Linked DNA regions of Pan troglodytes: region 1 is linked to region 2. Evidence: chromatin contacts called from public HiChIP or PLAC-seq data. All regions are on one chromosome and are shown on one strand. Each heading gives the region's core, a stretch centred on a gene start, on an enhancer-like site or on the middle of the called end of the contact. The rest is flanking DNA. Distances are from core to core; before and after follow the strand shown. Region 1 holds the start of FDXR (ferredoxin reductase). Region 2 holds the start of RAB37 (RAB37, member RAS oncogene family).

Region 1 (3,086 bases), core at 304-2,803, 200 kb after region 2:
GGGTAGCCTCGAGATGTAGGATGTTTGGGACAGAGTGAAGACAGACGAGAGAGGAGGGAAGATGAAGGAGGACAAAGTCATTTTGCAGGTCTACATAAGCCCCCTGGAGTGCTTGGCCAGGGAGGCAAAGCTGACCACCTGCCACTGACCACTCACCACCAATGTGCGTTTTACACCCCTGTCACACTGAGGACGGGAGGGGAGGGGAGCCTCAGGTGTAGGTGAGGAAGCAAGTGGGAAGTGTCCAGGCCAGATGGCTGGGAGCCCCTTCCCCATAAGGCATCCAGGAGTGCTCTTAAAACCCAAAGCGGGTGAGGCTTGCCCTTAGGACTGGAGCAGCAGGTGAATGATGGACTATGAGTAAGTGGCTTACCTTTAGCAGGTGTTGGGCAGTGTAGAAGCCAGCTGGGCCACTGCCCACCACACAGATCTGGGGGGTCTTCTCCTGTGTGGAGAAATGGTGGCGGAAGCCTGGGGCCAGGCAGAGGAGAAGGAAAAGGTCAAAATTAACTTCTCTCCCCAGTCCCAAACCAACCTGAATATCCAACAGAAGCTGGAACTTCCCAAGCTTCACCCTCACCTGCATCCTCCTTCTCTTGTTCCTCAAGGCTTTGGCATTTGCAGGGTCTCTTACTTCATCTGAACCCCCAAAGGCTGTGGGTTCATCCAGAGCCTCACATCTCACCCATGAACCTACTACACCACTGCCAATGGCCTGCCCAACAACACTTCATTCCCTATCCAATCGGCTAGAATCCCACATCCTTCCAACGGCCTCCATATCATCCCAATCTCGCCCCCGTGGGTCTCCCCACGGTGTCCTCCTCTAACCCCTCTCTCTCTCCACAAAACGCTATATTGCCCATATAGACCCGTCTTATTCCTACAGATCCCTGTTTCGACTCAGACTTCCCTCTCGCCCCATAGACCTCCGTATCATCCTCCATTCACCCCGTCTCACACCTGTGGATCTCAAAGTCTCTCCTTTTCACCTTTGTTGACCTCCGTCTCTAACCCTAGAAGCCTCACATCTCACGCACAGATCTCCGCCCACCCCCGTACACCACCGGGATCTCGCCAGCAGGAAGACACCCCTTCAGTCTCACCCTTCTCCAGCCCTGCCCCAGCTCTGCTCCGACCCCTACTCAGCGCTCGCAGGCCACCCCGCGCTCCCATCCAGCCCCAAAGGCGCCCTGCTCCTACTTGGGGTGCTCCCGGCGGGAGGCAGCCGGGTCCGAGGCCTCGCCGACCAGCCCCACCAGCGCCAGCAGCGCGAAGCCATGGCTGGGAACAGCAACCTGCAAGTGGATCTGTTCCTGGCTACTGCTCCGCAGGGCAAGCCCGCTCCTGCCCGGGCCCGCCCACAAGCGAGGCCCCGCCCCAAACCCCGCCCCCCGCGCTCCGGGAAAGCGGAGCCTTGCGGCTCCACCCCGACTCCCGAGAGAATCCCGCCCCCAAAAGAGAGACCCGCCCTTAACTACGCCCCACCGTCGAAGCCCCGCCCCTCGGAGCATCCGGGGTATACGCGATTTAATACATTTCTCCCCAAGCCTCACCTTCCCTCCAAATCCCGGAAGCCTAGAGTTGGAAGAGAGCGAATCCCCATCGCTGTTTCAGTCCCTCCCCAAGGAAACAGCCACTTAGAAAGGAGCTTATTTTACTTAGCCGCGCCCCTCTCGGGAGGCTCTCGTCGCTCGCTGATGACGCAGACGCCCTTGCCATTTGATAGCGAATCCTCCCGCGTGACTTCGTCCCAGCCAATCACGAGTCCGGCTCCAAGTGAGCCTTCCCGCCGTTGGGAAATAACCAGAGTGCGGAAGTCTGGGGCAAGGAAGCTCCTGCCCGGAGCCCAGCAGCCTCCTTCTTCGACCCCGGGTGTTGTGGCGATGTAACCTCTCAAATCCCCGTCTTTGCCGGGCCAGGGAGAATATTAAACCCTGGAAAGCTCGTCCCACCTCACCTCCTTTCCCATTACATAGGTGAAGAAAAGCGGGGCGGGACAGTGGCTTACGTATGGTACTAAGGACAGAGCGTCCGACCCCCGTGCAGCCGAGCCAGGACCAGAGTTGAGGTACTCCCCTCGGGTTCAGAATTTAAGGGGGCTCCAAAACACTCAGTAATCAAGATAAATATAATACTGCAACGTTTTAAAAGGTCAAAAGTAATGCAAAAAGTCTATGATCAAAATGTTTTTTAAAATAAGGACAGGATCCGTAGTCACAGCTGACCCAATAAGCCTAACCCCTCTTCCTTTTCCCCATGGGCCCTCTTGTCAAATATTACTTCCTTGGAGAAGCCTTTTCTCTGACCCGTCCCCTCCCAAGTTCCAAGGAGTTAAAGGCCTCTCATTCCACAGCATCTGACCTTATCCCATCATGACTTACTACACTGGTTGTCGTTTTTAATGAGATTTTAAATTCAATAATAACATACAGAAAAGTGCACAAATCATAAGTGTACAACTTGACAATATATCACAAGGTGTAACCATATAACCACCACCCAGATCAAGAAATAAAACATGGCCAGTATCCCAGGAGTCCTCTGTGCCCTTACTGGTCACTTCCCCTCCCTCCCACTGGTAAGAAAATGCTGTTCTGCTTTCTAATAGGTCACTGTGTTTTATGCCTGTCCCACTAGACCAGGAGTAGGCAAACTATAGCTTGCAGGCCAAATACTGTCCACCAGCATGTTTTGGATGACCAACAAGAATGGCTTTTACTGTTTTTGTTTTTTTGGAGGTTTTGGGGTTTTTGTTTTTGGTTTTGATTTCGTTTTTTGAGACAGGGTCCTGCTCTGTCACCCAGGCTGGAGTGCAGTGGTGCCATCTCGGCTCACTGCAACCTCTGCTTCCTGGCTTGGCTCAAGCGAGCCTCAGGCCTCAGCCTCCGGAGTAGCTGGGACCACAGGTGCCTGCCACCACGCCCGGTTCATTTTTGCATTTTTTGTGGAGATGGGGTTTTGCCATGTCACCCAGGCTGGTCTCGAACTCCTGAACTCAAAGCCATCCTCCCACCTCGGCCTTCCAAAGTGCCAGGATTACAGGAGTGAGCCACCGCACCCAGCTTGTTTTTACATTTTTAATG
Region 2 (2,759 bases), core at 71-2,570:
AAAATCTATGGGATTCATTTCTTCTTCTGGAGATTGCCTCTCCCCCAGAAAAAGTCACAGAAGCAAAATTTTGTGTAATGTTATCAATGTTGCAAAGTTCCCCTAACATCCATTTATCCACCTCACATTAAGAACCCCAACCATTGGATGTTATGCATTTGTCACAGGCTGAAAACAAACAAACAAACAAAAAAAAACAAAAACAAAAAAAATCAGCCCAGTGAGAATCTCATAAAACAAACACATTGGTTCCCTAGCTTTGTTCATTTAATCAATGTTCATTGAGTATCTACAGTATAGTGATTCCAGCAATAATAACACCTTATAAATGAAATTTGCTTTACAATTTAAAAGAAAATAAAGACTTTTCATATACATTGTCTCACTCTTCCCCCAAACCCAATAAAGTGGGCATAGATTACTCTACCTATTTTGCAGATGAGAAAACATAAGTAATCCCAGGGAACACGAGTGATCTGGCTCACACAACTCAGCCAAAAAGGAGTGAAACCCAGCAGTAAAACGCACTCTTTTAACCCTAAGCCTGGCTCTTTCCTTCCATGTTGATATTGACTCCAAGGGCCTGTGGCTGGTACTAGGACTTGTCCTTAGTAATCTGATAATAATCCCAGAGGCCACAGTCTCAGCCTCCAGTTCCCATGGTGGTCAGCCTCACGCTCTCATATTCCATGTGATGATGCAATTTTGCCAATCAAAGGTCGCAGCAGCAGGACTCCCCTGATGTATAGGAGAAGTAGCCAGAGCTCTTCATCCCCTGCCAGGAGAGCATAGTAGCTCACATTTATTGAGTTCTTAGTACACGCTGGGCACTGTTCTAGGCTTTTTACATGAATTAACTCATTAAATACTCAGAACAAAACCATGAGGCAGGTACTATTATAATATTATCTCCATTTTGTGGACACTTAGGAGAGATTAATTTGCCCGAGTTTGCACGACTAATAATTTTCAGAATCGAGATTTGAATCCTGGAGCCTGTGCTCCTAACCAAACCACCATCTGCCTCTCCTGAGCCCATTGTCCTTAACTTCTTGCGGTCATGTGTGCTGGAGAGAATGTGATCAAAGCCCTGGACCTTCTCCCTAGGAAAACGCAGGTAAACAGAATTTTGCATATTTCAGGGACTTTGGGGACACTTAAGACCCATCTACTGTCGACCTCAGACTTAGAAGCTCTATTTATCTCATACATCCTGGAGAGAATTGTCCAGGGACAAAAACAGAAGCGCCGCCAGCGCCGCAGGACTTCGCCTCTGCAAACGTGTGAGGAGAGCTGTGCTGCGCTGAGCTGCGTGGTGACGGAGATGCCCGTTCGCTCGGGATCAGGAACGGTGAGCTCCCGGGACCGCAATGCCCTGAGAACGCAGCCGGGTGCTGAGCCTCCGGAGTCCGGTAGCTGAATGAAATACGCAGGGATCACCAGCCGGACCCAAATCTTGCGTCCCTGCCAGCATCCTGGAGTCCTAAGAGGCAGGGATTGGAGCGGACAGGATCTCAGAACTCTGGTCCCGGGCGCACAACGGCGGAGTCGCTGTTCCTGGTGCTGAAACGCTCAGTCCTGGAAGAACGTGGCCGCCTGCCCGCCTGGTACCGCGCCGCGGCCGCTGCGGGGAACTGTCCAGTGCTGAAAACGGATGCGGCCCGGCCCGCAGGGCTCAGACCCGAGGCTGCCACACCCAGCGGAGCTCGAACCGAGCTCCGGGAAGCGCTGACGCAGAGCGCAGGGAGAGCCGGAGCGGCGAGCTCCAAGCCTGGCATGGACCCGCAGAGACCCGATTCCTACCAGGGAGGAGCTGGCCCTGACTTCAACGACCACGTCCTGCATAAGGTAAACATCTCCTGTATTCCTCAACCTAACGTTGGAAGAGGCGCCAGCACCAGGAGTTTTCTCCACTCCCCTGACTTTGCTTTGGGACTTAATGAGAAACTAGCTTGTATCTGTGAGTCTGGGGAGCCCTTTCTGTCTGATCCTGTTTCCTGCTCAAAATAGAGATGTGTGAGCTCTTGGGGAAGGGCTGCCGCCAGAGGCTCAGATGGTCAGAAGCTTCATTCATTCACTTACATCATCTGTGTTCCTTTTTCACCCCCTCCTTCTCCTTGCCTATTTATGCCCCTGGGTGACCCCTGGCACCTTGCTCTCCTAACCCTTGTAGGAGACTGCATTTCTCCCTGTTACGTCTGCTAGCAGTGGCCAAATACCTAAATTTCTGGCCAATTTGTCTGAAATTAGATAAATGGTCTGCAGCAGAGATGAACTGCTGTTTTCAAATCAGACTCCCTCATGGCTCCAGAAAGCTTCCCTCCAGCCATGACTCCCTCACAGCCCCTGTAAGCATTTGCTTATTTCAAAGCACTAACATATCCATTGCTTCCTTCACTCAAGTTTCTTATGCAACTCAGTTTTCAGTAATGCAGGTCTCCCCCTAAGACAGTTGTTGGGAAAAATAGTAGCCTCTCTCAGGATAACAGTTTTAATTCAAAATCCATCACTCTGAAATAATCAAAGCATTATATTTGCCATAAGAAGTTATTATGGCTCACCTTCCCTTTCTCTGACTTTGCCATGCCTTCCTGCTCCAGCCCTTATATTTTCTGCTTTGATAATGCCAGTTCACCTGCTAGTCCTTTGAAAAGCTGTACGTGATCCTATAGGTGGAGTTTTTTAATCAAAACATCACTTTGAAGAGTCTATGAATGCAAGCTTTGAAATAACCTAACCCAACCTCCTCCTCTATCACA

The links. HiChIP or PLAC-seq counts read pairs in DNA pulled down with a chosen protein or histone mark.
Region 1: a contact with region 2 is called in an H3K4me3 HiChIP or PLAC-seq map of stem cell-derived excitatory neurons, with 2.2 times the contacts expected there. The contact joins the promoter of FDXR here to the promoter of RAB37 in region 2. A contact is called at or near these places in 2 of 7 Hi-C or Micro-C datasets (induced pluripotent stem cells and stem cell-derived neural progenitor cells) and 1 of 1 datasets of contacts at active chromatin or transcription factors (stem cell-derived excitatory neurons).

Annotation. Positions count from the first base shown.
Region 1 is chr19:87,865,527-87,868,612 of NHGRI_mPanTro3-v2.0_pri, forward strand. It overlaps FDXR (ferredoxin reductase), which reads right to left and starts at 1,554. Exons shown (of 12, transcript XM_016932895.4): 1 at 1,204-1,554; 2 at 374-471. The coding sequence starts at 1,282.
Region 2 is chr19:87,662,445-87,665,203 of NHGRI_mPanTro3-v2.0_pri, forward strand. RAB37 (RAB37, member RAS oncogene family) reads left to right here and starts at 1,321. Exons shown (of 9, transcript XM_016932905.4): 1 at 1,321-1,848. The coding sequence starts at 1,777.